Linked DNA regions of Mus musculus: regions 1, 3, 4 and 5 are each linked to region 2. Evidence: chromatin contacts called from public HiCAR-type, HiChIP or PLAC-seq and promoter capture Hi-C data. All regions are on one chromosome and are shown on one strand. The core of a region is the stretch at or near the end of the contact, and the rest is flanking DNA. Distances in the headings are between cores, read along the strand shown.

Evidence for each region. HiChIP or PLAC-seq counts read pairs in DNA pulled down with a chosen protein or histone mark. HiCAR-type assays count read pairs that join an accessible place to other places. Capture Hi-C pulls out chosen DNA fragments and counts their contacts.
Region 1: a contact with region 2 is called in a HiCAR-type map of astrocytes, with 2.2 times the contacts expected there. The contact joins the promoter of Tnc here to the promoter of Whrn in region 2. A contact is called at or near these places in 2 of 39 promoter capture datasets (hippocampal neurons and second pharyngeal arch cranial neural crest), 1 of 484 Hi-C or Micro-C datasets (uterus) and 3 of 115 datasets of contacts at active chromatin or transcription factors (astrocytes, forebrain and stem cell-derived neural progenitor cells).
Region 3: a promoter capture Hi-C map of adipose tissue shows a contact between it and region 2. The contact joins the promoter of Alad here to the promoter of Whrn in region 2. A contact is called at or near these places in 2 of 39 promoter capture datasets (embryonic stem cells and pre-B cells), 2 of 484 Hi-C or Micro-C datasets (embryonic stem cells and rod photoreceptor) and 1 of 9 other capture datasets (adipose tissue).
Region 4: a contact with region 2 is called in a HiCAR-type map of fibro-adipogenic progenitors, with 2.7 times the contacts expected there. The contact joins the enhancer-like site here to the promoter of Whrn in region 2. A contact is called at or near these places in 3 of 39 promoter capture datasets (3T3-L1-derived adipocytes, hippocampal neurons and liver), 1 of 15 datasets of contacts at CTCF or cohesin (the NIH/3T3 cell line), 2 of 115 datasets of contacts at active chromatin or transcription factors (bone marrow-derived macrophages and fibro-adipogenic progenitors) and 1 of 9 other capture datasets (adipose tissue).
Region 5: a CTCF HiChIP or PLAC-seq map of the NIH/3T3 cell line shows a contact between it and region 2, with 5 read pairs. The contact joins the enhancer-like site here to the promoter of Whrn in region 2. A contact is called at or near these places in 1 of 39 promoter capture datasets (hippocampal neurons), 1 of 15 datasets of contacts at CTCF or cohesin (the NIH/3T3 cell line), 2 of 115 datasets of contacts at active chromatin or transcription factors (craniofacial prominence and forebrain) and 1 of 9 other capture datasets (embryonic tail).

The regions. Positions count from the first base shown.
Region 1 is chr4:64,045,522-64,048,221 of GRCm38.p6, reverse strand. Tnc (tenascin C) reads left to right here and starts at 1,286. Exons shown (of 27, transcript NM_001369211.1): 1 at 1,286-1,473. All of the region lies in intron 4 of 8030451A03Rik (a long non-coding RNA gene), which reads right to left.
Region 2 is chr4:63,494,545-63,497,244 of GRCm38.p6, reverse strand. Whrn (whirlin) reads left to right here and starts at 1,254. Exons shown (of 12, transcript NM_028640.2): 1 at 1,254-2,632. The coding sequence starts at 2,012.
Region 3 is chr4:62,518,661-62,521,360 of GRCm38.p6, reverse strand. It overlaps Alad (aminolevulinate, delta-, dehydratase), which reads left to right and starts at 1,298. Exons shown (of 12, transcript NM_008525.4): 1 at 1,298-1,501.
Region 4 is chr4:64,075,190-64,077,889 of GRCm38.p6, reverse strand. The region is part of intron 4 of 8030451A03Rik (a long non-coding RNA gene); the gene reads right to left. Among named protein-coding and RNA genes, the nearest start is that of Tnc, 30 kb to the right of the region's middle. Within about 2 kb of position 1,324, at least 68 of the 459 cell types and tissues checked have an H3K27ac peak or open chromatin away from gene starts, as enhancers often do. A contact at or near this core is called in the NIH/3T3 cell line, adipose tissue and fibro-adipogenic progenitors, where this site is marked.
Region 5 is chr4:64,437,139-64,439,838 of GRCm38.p6, reverse strand. No RefSeq gene overlaps it. Among named protein-coding and RNA genes, the nearest start is that of Gm23950, 6.2 kb to the left of the region's middle. Within about 2 kb of position 1,423, at least 50 of the 459 cell types and tissues checked have an H3K27ac peak or open chromatin away from gene starts, as enhancers often do. A contact at or near this core is called in the NIH/3T3 cell line and craniofacial prominence, where this site is marked.

The sequences.
Region 1 (2,700 bases), core at 37-2,536, 550 kb before region 2:
CCTAATTTTGTCTTGCTTTATTCTCCCAGGGAGATTGAAACTAAATGTTATGAGAAAGGCTGAAGGATGGTATCAATCAGTAAGTGGATGGTTGAAATTTCCGATAATAGTTGTTAATTAAAACATCAGAAGTCTCTTCTAAATTACAGAACAAAGAGATGCATTTTCCACAGTCCAGCAAAGCAGCTGTGTCTGTTGTCATGGGTGACAGTTTCCTACTTAAGCATCACTCACTGTTTCTGGTCACCAATGTGTCATGGAGCCATGAATTCTAAGTGCTTCCCAGGCACAATTCCTTGATGGCATTAAACTGCTTCTCTAAATTGCAGGGTATAAGCACTGTCCCAAACAAGCCCAGAAGTACCGTGAGCTGAGCTTGGCCCCAGGTGCCTTGGGGATACTTTAACATGCTAAATGAGGACTTCAACCTAAATAGTGTTACCTTTTGAAATATATTAGTGCTTCTCTAAGAAAAAAAAAAAAAAGTCTTCACTCAGCACCTAGGTACACTGAGAGCTCAGGAGTACACCCTGAGCTAAGTACTACACCCTACTTAGTAGACCCTACTAAGTAGAAAGCACTTAGTATGTGGCATAAACAATGTCAAAAAGTGACTCCTGAGGGGACATTGGGATCTGGATAAAGATTCCTCCAGGCAGCTGGGCACCGCTGGGTCCTGCTTCAGAAAAGCTCACTTTTCTAAGCTCCCAGTATGGTTCCCACCTGCTGAGAACTAATCTTGGGTTATCTCCAAGCTGGCCAAGAGAAACCTGAACTGCCCCGGGCTTGCTCAACTCTCCTCGATCTCCTCTTTCCAGGAACTCAGGTTCAGCCCTCAGGCTTTCTCCGAGGTGCCACCCCGCAGCTGCTGCCCAGAGCCTGAGGGAACCCAGGTCGTGTTTCCAGCTTGCTCTAGTCCAGGAGCAGCGCCAGGATCCAGTTCCCTCATATCCCAGTTCCCAAGGCTTCTGTTTCACAATTAGAATACTCATTTGTGGAGCAATGCAAAAATCACACTTCACTAACAACTACTCTGCGGGGGCGGAGGGAGCTGAAATTCCTACTTTTTTTTTTCTTCACTATAAATTGTATGCAAATGGTCCGTTAGCTGGCGGCGCGCCTGGAGTGAGTGCGTCTTTCATGAGCTAACCCTGTTCCGCTGGGAGGGCTGTGCCTTTAACTCACCAACTGAAAAAAAAAAAAGTGGGAAAGGATGTCTGGAGGCGAGGCGTCCCATTACAGAGGAAGGAGCTCCCTATATAAGCCTGCCAAAGCTGGCTGCTCCGGCCACAGCCTGCCTACTGTCACGCGTCTCTCCCGCGCGCAGACACACACCCTAGCCTCTGGTGGGCACAGACAGTGGCTGGGAAGACGCTAGGGACCGCGCGCTTGGGAACTCGTTGTGGCTTAACCCAGGTACTTCTTCACGGAGCTGGTGCACCCAGAGACTTTGCTTTTCCCGACCTGGAAAAGGTGAGTCTGTTGATCCCATCACCCAGGATCTTTCTGGTGTGCTCCTGGCATTCCCGGTACCCAGTAAGATGTGGGTTTGTAACTATAAAACTTTTGTTTAATTTCCAAGCCCGGTGTGATCAGATGCGGCCCGATTATTCTGTGCTTGCCCTCCTGCGGTCATGTATTTGGTATGGATCTGTCAATAGTCAGAGGAACTCAGGGAACTTTTGGTAAAGTTTTGTCTCTGCCTTTCTTTGGAGGAAATGTCTTACTTTAACTCTTACCCTTTTACCTCGTTGATTCTCACCTGTGGATTTTCCCCTTTTGGAGCGTTAGAGAAGTTGCATTTTAAAGTGGCATTCACTCACAGCACTTGGGTGGGATGAGTACCACGTACCCGTAGTAGGGAGAACACAACCGTGCATCTACACAGTCTCAGCACTTGACAGTTTTCGTTCCCCTCTTGTCCCATTTGATCCTCAGTGTCCACTCTGGGGAAAGATAAGAGCTGGATACCAGAGCTAGGAGATGAGTTCTGGGCACGGATGAAAAGCCCACAGGCTGTAAGATGAAACTGGTGGGCACGTCTGTGGGTTCTTGAAGCAGGGTGCCATCCTCCTGATTCAGAGACCTCAGGTGGGGCATGTGTAGAAGGTTTGGAGGCATCTGAACCCCATATTGCTCCCAAATCGGCCTCCCTCCTGACACTTTATCCCAGAACCCCAGTAACATATTCCCTTCCCTGGTGAACTTTGGAAAGAGCACAGAGATTCCTCTATGCCATCGTTGTGACAGGGGGAATAAGAGGTTGGGGTTTGACCCTAGAAGTGGCTTGGGCATTCCCACTAGTGCCACTACAACATAAATGTGTCAGGAAAATATGTAACTTCTATGGACCTTAGTTTCCACTTCTCTAAAGTGGGGACAGCAGCTCCCCTTATAATGAGGAGCGAATGAGGAACAAAAAAGATCAAATCAGCAACTGGGCAATCTCTGTCATGGCCCAAAGCTGCCAACACCCTGGACGTGAAAAGCGGGGCCTCTTAACCCAGTTTTTCAGTGTGTCTGCTTACCCCCAAAGCCTCTGCCTTCTTATCTTGCCCAATCTGAGACAGCCTGCTAGCCTGGCACGTAGTGTTTTACAAGCAAGGGGTGTGTTGGCACCATTAGGAGAAAAGGTGGCAGCCTCGGGCTTGATGTGAATCTGGAGTTCTGACTCCAGAATGTCCTCAGGCATTTACAGGC
Region 2 (2,700 bases), core at 5-2,504:
CAACCATATGCCGCTTGGTCAAGCAGCAGAACGGGTGCTTGGCAAATGTTGAATGAAGAATGACCAAGTGCACAGGTAAATAACTAGCCAGGGAACAAAACACCCTTCTGCAGCCAGCTCAAAGCCACTCCAGATAATCCTTCTCTTTTTCTATTTCTCCCATATCAGAGTCAGCCGTTTCATTCCTGTGACGGCAACCCAGGACAGTCTTAGGGGAAAAAAAACCAGCTTTTCACAGAACACCTCTGGAGAGGCAATTCAGGTTTAAAGAGATCCACATGGCATGTAGTGGTGACTAGGTCAAGCACTATAGATCTTCTTAGAACACTTCTTTGACTAGAAGCCGAGTTTTTCCTGTGATAGTGTTTAGGAGAGTGGGTATCAGATGACAGACTTTAGACTGTGTATTCTGACATCTTTCCATATAAAATATGTTTTTTTTAAAGACTGTATATAGAGTTGTCATGTAACCTTCACCCTGTTCCCTCAGTGTGGAAAAGATCACAAGCGGGACCTAACAGTTGGTACAAGTGACATTCCTACTCCAGACTTAGTTTTAAATGCATGTGTGTGTGTTTGCATACTTTACAGTTCTGATAACAGCTCCTTGCTTTCCCCCACTCCCCCCTCCCCCCCCCCCCCCCACTCCGGAGAGCACCAGAGGAAGGGGCCCAGGCTGATCTATCCCAGCACAGGACTTGGCTCCTGATGGCACCTGTGTGGCTTATATTCTTCTCATGTGCAGAGCAGGTGACCGATTATCGTCCACATACTCACTTAAACTTGCAGTCAGCACGTGTGCAAGCTGCAGGAACAACATTTTAAGGCAGAAAAGCAGAGCATGAAGCATCTATTATTTTAGAGGCCAAAAGTTGGCCATTTTCCCCAATTGTGAATTGGCAAACCGGCTAATTGCTCCAAAGCGACCCTGGAATCGAGCTGTGATCGCCGGAAAGCGCAGCTTTTAGGACCCCATCTTTCACCCCTGGGCTGAGGAAGTGGGAAGACTTCGCAGGGGCCCAGGGCTCCTCCTGCTTTCTTTCACCCCCACTTTCACCCCTTTCTTCCTTGGGGCCGGACTGTTTCACCCCGTCTCCAGGCAACAGCCAGGCGCGCCAGGCGGGACGTCATTTCCTGAAGAGCCCGCGGGGGGACGGGGCGGGGAGGGGGAGGGGCGAGGGGGCGGGGCCAAGTCCCGGCTGGCGACGGCGGCGGCGTCGGAACTCGCTGGAAGACTCAGCCCAGAGCTGCTCAACAGTTCGCAAAGTCCGGGCTCCCGGCCGCGTGGCTCCGTGTGCGCCCGGGCGGCGTTGGGGCGCGGGGGCCCGGGCTGCTGCATGGTGGGCGGCCCGGGACATGCCCCGCACCCCCCGCCGGACGCCCGCGTGGCTCCTCTGGCTGCGACTGCTCCGGACTCTGAGCCTAGATTGACCGGCGCCCTAACTTCTTTCTGACTTTGGGGTCCCCCAGCCCTAGAGGAACGGGCATCTCGGCTGGGGGAGCCCCGGACATGGTGTGACGGGGCGGGCGGCGTGGCTGCGCCCCCCACTGCGGCCACGCACGGTCCCCGCGCCTTCCGGCATGTAGCTGCTGTTCTCGCTCCCCCCGGCCTCCAGCCGCAGTCTCCACGACCTCCGGCCTCCAGGCGCCAACTCTTTGTCCCCCCAGGATCCCGCCGCGGTCCTCAGGATTGCAGCCGCCGTCTCTTCGTCCTCCGAATTCCAGTTTCACCTGCCTTCGCGCCCCTGGGACACCAGCCGCTGTCCCTGCCACCTCCCCAGGATCCAGCCAGCGCTCTAGCTCACCTGCACCTCCCCAACCCACCCTGCAGCCGTCGTCTCCGCTCTCCGGGCCAGTCTAGACTGCAGCCGGTGACTCCGCGTCTACCCCAAACCCAGACTCCAGCCGTGACCTCCGCGCCCCGGGGAATCCAGCTGTCGCGCCTCTGGCCGCAGGTGCAGCTGCCGCCCCGCGCCGCGCGCCCCGAGTGCGGCCGGGCCTCGGCGGGGAGATGAACGCACAGCTGGACGGCCTGTCGGTGAGCTCGTCCTCCACCGGCTCGCTGGGCTCGGCGGCGGCGGCGGCGGGCGGCGGCGGGGGCGCGGGGTTGCGGCTGCTGTCTGCCAACGTGCGCCAGCTGCACCAAGCGCTCACGGCGCTGCTGAGCGAGCCCGAGCGGGAGCAGTTCACTCACTGCCTCAACGCGTACCACGCGCGCCGCAACGTCTTCGACCTGGTGCGCACCCTGCGCGTCCTGCTGGACAGCCCGGTCAAGCGGCGTCTGCTGCCCATGCTGCGTCTGGTCATCCCGCGCTCCGACCAGCTGCTCTTCGACCAGTACACGGCCGAGGGCCTCTACCTGCCAGCCACCACCCCCTACAGGCAGCCCGCCTGGGCCGCTCCCGACGGCGCGGGGCCCGGGGAGGTGCGACTCGTGAGCCTGCGGCGCGCCAAGGCCCACGAGGGCTTGGGCTTCAGCATCCGCGGGGGCTCGGAACACGGCGTGGGCATCTACGTGTCTCTAGTGGAGCCGGGCTCCCTGGCAGAGAAGGAAGGGTTGCGGGTCGGGGACCAGATTCTGCGCGTCAACGATAAATCTCTAGCCCGGGTGACCCACGCGGAGGCTGTCAAGGTAGGGCTGTGGTTTATGGGAGCGTTAGAGGACAGTACAGGCAGTTTAGTGCTCCCTCTTCGGTTGCC
Region 3 (2,700 bases), core at 49-2,548, 980 kb after region 2:
GCTGACTAAACAAATATAGAAACATAGTTTTAACGGTCAAAAACAAAATTAACAATCCTCCTGCCCCGCCTCACTAAAACACACACAAGGACAGACAAAATAAGAGTCACCCTACATAAACCAACCAATGTCTAAAAAGATTATTGGCTACACCAATTAAAATAAGCCAAACTACCCTGGTGCCTATATCCAACCCTTACAAAGGTATAAAAAGTGTGTTCCTTCTTTGTTCTGGGTCTCTCCTCCTGCCTGCCAGCTGAGAGGGGAGTCCCCAACATGCTGGATAAGTAAAATCCTCATGAGTTTTTGCAATGATGGTGGTCTCTGTGCTCTTTGTGGGTGAGGGTTTTCTGACAAGCTACAACACTCTCATACCCTTCACCCAGCTTCTCTTGTTACAACTTTAAGTTCAATTTTTCTAGTGAATTATTGAAAACCAAGATGAGTTCACAGATCTTAAACATTTTTAAAATGAAGATCTGGTGGTACCTAGAACATTTACAGTATTATTACACAACTGCCCACTTTTACCTCCAAAATAATTTTATCACCTCCTCCCTAGTGAGCATTCCCCAAGGCTCCCTCCACAAAGAGGGCCCTTGCCACTCTCAAGTCTTTGTCAAAGCCCCATAAACCTCTCTAGACCCCACGCTCCAGTCTTCCCCAGACCTTTGGTCAGAATTTTTCTTTTTTTAATTGTTTTTTGGTTTGTTTGTTTTCTGTTTTGTTTGTTTTGGGTTTGGTTTGTTTGTTTGTTTGTTTGTTTGGTTGGTTGGTTTTTTGTCACCTAGTGCTAAGATTAAAAGCATGCACCACCAAATTTACTCCCTTTTATACTCCAAATTTTAATGTATCCATTGTAGATAAACCTGATCTCCTAGCATACTTGGATGGTTAGTTTTCTCGGCTTTTTTTTTTTTCCAATGTCTTTCATATCTCTCAACCCATGAGATAGGGGCTGGATAATCAATTACATAGAATAAATAAATCTAGACAGTCAGTCTGCTGCTGAACGTATTTACCCGCGGTGTTAGGCATTACCGAGGTGTTTTAATGCCGTTGACATCCAATTGTTCTTTTACCAGTGAGCAACGCAGTCAATTTTTGCTCCGGGCTGAGAATAGACCGTCAAGTGAACTCTGGGATGAGTTCGGATTGCAAGCCAGGGCACCTCCCAGAGGCTCCGAATGCCCACGTGGACCCCCTCGGGCCTTCCCACCTCAAGTGAGACCCGAGCTGGGGGGCGGGGAGACGGGCGGGCTCTCGGGCAACTCTGGATTGGCCAAGATTCCAGCCCCGCTCAGCGTGGATCTGGCCGCGCGAGCTGACCAGTGATCCGGAGACTGCCCCGAAGGGAGCGTAAGCTGCATTCCCGGAGGGGCGGGCGGTACGGGAGCCGCTTCCGGGTGAGCCGCCCCGCCCCCACGTGGGCTTGCGCTTTTAGAGCGGGAGAGCGCGGTGTCCAGAGCCCGGCTCGGAGCGGCGGCGAGCAGCGTCCTTGGTACGTGAGCAGGCGCCGGCCTCTGGGAAGTGGCGGGTTGAAGGGGGACGGGACCCCAGAACAAGGTGAGGTGCACCCCTATGGCGCTGTGTTCCCGAAGCTCTGACGCTGTAGCGGAGACGCTGTCCCTATGCACCTACTAGAGTGGGCGGGATTCTTGCCGCTACAAGGTCTTGCTGCGTCCGGGATTCGGGACTCAAAGATGGGCTCCACCCGCCCCCTTTCTCGGAGGCCTCAGGGGTAGCCTCGGTTTCTGCAGAGCGCGATCTGTCTGGCAGGCTGGAGAAGTGGGGAAAACAATAAGGGTCGCTTGTGCTAGGTCTCTCCTGCTTCTGCTCATTCAGTCATACAACGATCCATTGAGATCCGCTTAAGACCCAGACCACATGAGAAGAAAAGCAGTCATGCAGCTTGAAACAAGAATTTGTCCCCATGCCTTTTAAATCCCAAAGTCACATACTAACCACCCTGCTACCAGCCGTGGCCAGGTCTAGGTTAAACCTTTCTTCCCCTACTCTCACCTGGAATCTCTGTCGCCTCTTCCATACTGGGACTATAACGTGTGAACTCTGTCCTTCTAATGCCAAAAGTCCTGGTGAGGACTGAGGGCTGCTAGACTCCAGAAGTTTGGACCATATTTATAGCTGACCTGCTGTATGAGACCTGCCCTTCTCGAGTTCAGTTTTACAGTTGTTTGATGTAAAAGCTCTCAGCCAGAATATTTTAGCAGTCTGTGGAAAGGCAACTCCTAGCTTGAAATGTCTAGACCCGGGCAGCAGGGGGGATTAAGCGCCCACACTAGATGAGGTCTAAGGTCTCTTCTTTAACCCCTCCTAACACCGTGGCAGGTGGCAGCTAGAGTGTGCAGGAAATGCAAATGAGCCACCGGGCAGTACCTTTTCAGAACTGCCCACAGATGCCTTTCCTGGGCCTCTTTGGGCTTCAGATTTCCCAGCTCTGAACCTTCTACCTAGCTGGCCCTCCTGACTTGTCTCCTCCCTAGCCAGGGCAGAGCCTGCTCGAGCTGGCACCACTTCACTACTATTTATGCCAAGAGCACAGCCTCCGGAATTCTTTGTGGGGTACAACCTGGGAGCCCAGGCTCTGAAGCTTTCTCTCAGCTGCTCCCAGTGGCAGTCTCACTCCCAGGTTGTGGGATGCTACCTCCTAAGGGAGGTGAGACCTTTACAGTCTTTCAG
Region 4 (2,700 bases), core at 75-2,574, 580 kb before region 2:
GCTAGCTTACAGGTTCAGAAGCTAAGTCCATAGCAAGTTCAAGGCCAGCCTAAGCTATGTGAGAGGTTGTCCCAAAAAATACATAACATGAAGAGTCCCTGTGACATTATTTAAGTTAATTTTACTTGTCTGTTGGACAGACCATTTCTATGTGCCAAGAATAGCTATTAAACAGCCAACATTAGCCATACATTTGGTACATATCTGTCAACATGATTATTTCACCCTTTTTCTTCAGAAGCTGACAGAAGAAAAAAGTGGATAAAGGTATAGCTGGCTACAGTAGTACATGACAAATGTCATGAAACAAAGAGTCATCCAAGAACACATAAGAGTACTAATTTTGTGTGGGAGGGAGATGTCTTGGAGATTGGATGTCCTGTTTGGACTGGAATCATGAGAAAGTTAGAGAAAGAGTTGGAAGTTGTGTAGGGTAAAAGTGTAAAGAACATATTTAACCATGGGAGAAGAGCGCAGGCAGGAGCACAGGAGATCTCGAAATGAGGTGATCATCAGTAACCGGGAAAAAGACCAGCAATGATGGCACACAAGAGAGAAGCACAATCAGCGGACAGAGAAGTGTGCAAGACACGTGCCTCAGCCAACCAGTGCAATGAACCATGAGCTCTTTGAGGATGGGGTTTTATGTGACCTGCCAGTACCTTCTTCACATCCATCGCTGTGTCCACCATAGAGGAAATAGCAGTCATAGGCCAAATGAGGGCATGCATAATAGTCATCCAGTAAATAGCAATTCCATTAGGGAAACCCTTTCCTTGCTTTCTAACTTTTTCATTTTTTAAGAGTCAGGATGGGACGGGGGAGGGGGGGAACTAGCTGCAACTACAGATGGATATTTCCATCCCCAAATACTACAAATGCCACCTCTTTGGGGCTTATTATGCCCAAATGGCAGTCTGTTTGGGATCTTTCTAGAATCAATTGCTTCCAATTTTCAGTTTTCTGATTTCAGATTGAAGACATGTGTTTGGTGTTGCACAGATGATAGGGGAACAAGCGGATTCCAGAGAGGCATCAAGCTGAGTCCAAGTGATAAGAGAAATGCCTGGGGGAAGGCATAGCAACAAAACATTTTAAAGTTCTCAAAGTGCATAAATCATCCTGTAACCATGCTGTCCTGATTCGAAACCCAAAATAGAAAAAGAAAGCTCTTCTGTGCTAACATTTCATCATAACCAGCAGCCCAATGCTCAGGGGAGCCAGTGTTTGTGAATCTTTGAGTTGGGATCTGGAAGGACTGACGCAGAACATTACTATGCAGCCAGTTCTCAGGGAAGAAAAAAAAAATCTCAGCATGGAGTGCGGGCTTCCAGAATCCTTGTGGTAACTTCTCATTTCAGTTGAATTGCACAGAAGAGACGAGCCTTCCTGGGGGGTTGGCCAACAATAGAAAGAAACAACTAAAGGATAGACTCATACCAGGCGTGATGCCAAACCCCAAGCTAGTTCTTGAGCTGTCTAGGCTGTAAGGGAGGCTGTCTCTCAGCCATGGTGCAGCACACTCCATGTCTGTGATGGTATGAGGTCATTGAGACCACAGTCCTGACCAGCATATGCACTGGGACAGGAAAAAGAGAAATTCTTCAGCAATATTGGCATAAATTCAAACATTGTTCCAATCTAAGGTATGGATTCATCAAGCTGAGCTTCAAAATTCCTACTTCAGATTAAAAAGTACAAGAAAAAAATTGCTGTCATAAGAACTAAGAAAAATTATTCATGTAAAATAATCTGTAGGCACAACATAACCATGTTAAATTTTAGTCTCCAGTCCTACTTTTTCTTGATATAAAATTAAAATTCTTTTAGATTTTTCCTTATTATTCTGTTCAAAGAGCTCTAAATGTGAACAAATGTACAAATCTTAGCTATACTGACTCTAACCAGATAAATGAAAAGTTATACATACTAGTAATTTGGAGGTTTGTTTCTTTGGACTAGGGACAGAATGTATGCATCTGTTGGTTGTATCATGTTTACCTTGGCATGTCAATGATCAGTCTTCATGTTTAAAAAATGTTCCAATATTTTAGACTTTGAATAATCAAGAGTCCTGTTCATCTATGAGATAAGATTGGAATACACCAAGCCAAAATGAAAATCCCAGATCAACCCATTATCAGATGAATGGGTCTAGATGTACTGCTTGCTCTGTGACTCTCAATGTTCTTAGCCATAAATGAATACAATATTTATTTATTTCAGGTTATGCATCAAGTACACAGGCTTGAAATTGCATAACACAGGAGTTGCTCATCAACGTCATTCATTCTGCAATGCACATCAACCCCATCCAAGGTACCAGGAGATATTCTAAAGACATATGATGAATCATGAACTAAAGAATATCACTATATTGTGGAGCCCGTGTCTTCTACAAGAGACAAGCAATTGATCAATAAGCAAAAATAACTGTCTCTCTAGTGAAACAAGTGTGAAGAAAATGAACTGAGCAATGGGATGAACAGTACTTATACACAGTGCAACTAGACAGTTGCATAAGCTTCTTTCCCCTGGTTTATTCATTTTACTTTACTTTGGAGTCCCAAACCCACTGAGCATGGACCTCCAGTAAAGATGAGTAAGGAGTTATACTCTGTTAAATTGAGTCATCTGACAAACTTTGAATGACATTGAGAATAGCATAACAACAGTACATGTTTATCAAACAGGATGGAC
Region 5 (2,700 bases), core at 174-2,673, 940 kb before region 2:
TCTTCATGTTTTATTTTCATTTGATTTGATTTGTTTCCTGGTCATTTATTTTTAAGTCATTATCTGCCAACTTCATTCTTTTCTAAGGGCTTCATTTTTAATATTGTTTCCAGGTGTTGTTTTGAGGTAGGAAGGTCTAGGTCATCAAATTCAAATAAATATGAAATTACTTCTCTGCCTTGAGACCAAGTTACAGGGAAAATTCTCTGCTTCAAGTCCATTTCAGTCACTCTTTAGTGTAAAACTCAGCTCTCAAAGTTGTTGTAAGGCTGGAAATTAAAGTCTCAGTCATTTGGGATTCTATCTGAAGTAAAGTAGATCCTCGTTAAAGTCCCATTTTAAAATACTGTTCTTGATATAGTAACACTAATATTTGCAATAGAAACATAACCACATAGCTTTAAGATAACATACATACATACATACATACATACATACATACATACATACATGTTAAGCAATTTATCAGTTCTACTTTAAGTTATGAGGCACAATCAGAAGCATTTATACTGTTATCTGTCTTAACAAAAGAGAAAGGGGACACACACATATACATACACACACACACACACACTGACAGAGAGAGAGAGAGAGAGAGAGAGAGAGAGAGAGAGAGAGAGAGCACGATATTGATTGTTGTAGTTTAATCCCGAGTCCTCCTTGTGAGGGGCAGTGTATACTGACTCCCTTAAGAAGCCAAAGTATCCCCTTCCTAATTCGTATATCCTGTACTTCTATGATCATTAACTCAGACACTATGATCTGAACCCAAGAAGAGACACATCACAGTGTCAAAACATAGATATGGTATTCAGGCCAACTCTCACCAGCCAGCGAGTTTGAACATTCTAGCCTTATTTAGAATTAACCAAAACTCAAACTATGATGACTGGAAGAGTTGGGATGTGACCTAAGAGTCATGGGCCACTAGACAATTAAGCTGGAAGCCTGAAGTGACCCTCTTGGAAGCTGCAATATGTGTACCTTCTGAACTGATTCCAACACACATCTAACTGCTGTGCTGCTGGAATTTAAAATCCCCTGTCTCCAATTTCTACCACTTTAGAAAGAAAGACAGAAAAATAAAGGCAAGGTCCCTTTGGCCAACACCAATTTGCCACTCAGAGATCTGTTCAAGACTAACAAGGTAAAAACCATAAATGTCATTAAAATTTCTCAGAACACTGAAGTACTTGAAGGACTGTTTCACTCGGTTCCTGTCAAGATTTGATAGCCAGGGGATTGCAATTAAAACTTCAAGTGCCTTGATGCATGATTCTCCATGATTCTATAAGTAACAGTAATTCACACAAATACAAGTAGAAACGGAACAAAAATGAACTAACACCCTCCATCTCTGGGTGTCTGCCCCGAGCCCTGGTAAGCGAGTCACTACACTGAGCTGATAAACTGAGTGACTCAGACGATAAAACGAGGGAAATGTTTTCTAAACGGTGAAGTGCTGCATATGTGTGGTTATTGTGTATGACTGACTGTGATCTGGAAGATTTCAGAGACTTGAGCCAAGAAGGCAGCCAAGGGCCTTCCTTCTGGCCCCTGCCTCTCCCATTTTCACATTCTCACATTGGGGCTCAGACTGGAGGGAACGTGCCCCAGAGATTGGTGGTTTCCATCAGAACACACGCTCCATGTTGCGCAGAGGGATTCCCAGCCTCAGCACATGTTGGCTCCAACTCTGGAATGCCCCGGTTCTCCTCCCCCCTGCCCCCCAAATTGCTATCAGGCTCCACGGGACAGCTTCGTGCAATGTGTTGTTTTGTCCCTGCTGTTGCTACAGCAATTCAAACAAGATTCCTGTTTCCAGTTCTCGGAAATAGAGGCATCTGCATGCAATTTGGAAAGCCCTTGTCAGGGTCCTCTTTTATTGTTTTGATTGGCTCTCCCTGATGTGTAAGCAGAAGCCCCAAAGAAGTTCAAAAGGAAAAGACCCCTCTAGGCAAACAAGTGCTTCCCATAAGGGCAGACTGTTTATGCATTGCCATCCCCTATGGAATGAAGAACTTGAATTTGAGAATAACAAAGTCATCCCCTCCAGCCCAAGAGGGAGAGTGCTTAAATCAGCAGCCTGTTTGAACCTCCAGATTCTGGGCCTTACTGCCACTCACAGGGAACAAGAAGGGACAAGCCTCTCAAAGAAGTGGGCTTTAAGTCCCTAGCTTGAGACTCTGGGTTCTCCTTTCACTATTCAAAGTGAAAATTTCTGTGCTTTAGCTCTTTTATCTTCCAAGAGAATAGGGGTGGATATTCATGGTCTCTTTTAAGCATAAAATAATTCTATGTATTCAGCAGATCCAGGGCAGTTTTTCCTGAGGCCTGTGAGCCCCAGGCATCAGGGGACATGCACTATGCTCTTTATCAGTTTGAGATACCTGTTTACAGAACTCATGCTATCCTGTGGGGTAACTATGATGGCTCCTGCTACAAACAAACCGTTTCCTTTGAACAATTACTCTCTTCATTTTAATATGACGCTACTAGTGGTGACAAGCAAAGCTGATTGCATCACTGCTAAAATGGAGGGAAAGCTATAGGTTATAGTAGCTTATAACCAGAATTGCTTAGATAGCCCATTCCTTTGTTGTTGTTGTTGTTGTTGTTGTTGTTGTTGTTGTTGTTGTTGTTTTCTGAGACAGGGTTTCTCTGTATAGCCCTGGCTGTCCTGAAACTCACTCTATAGAC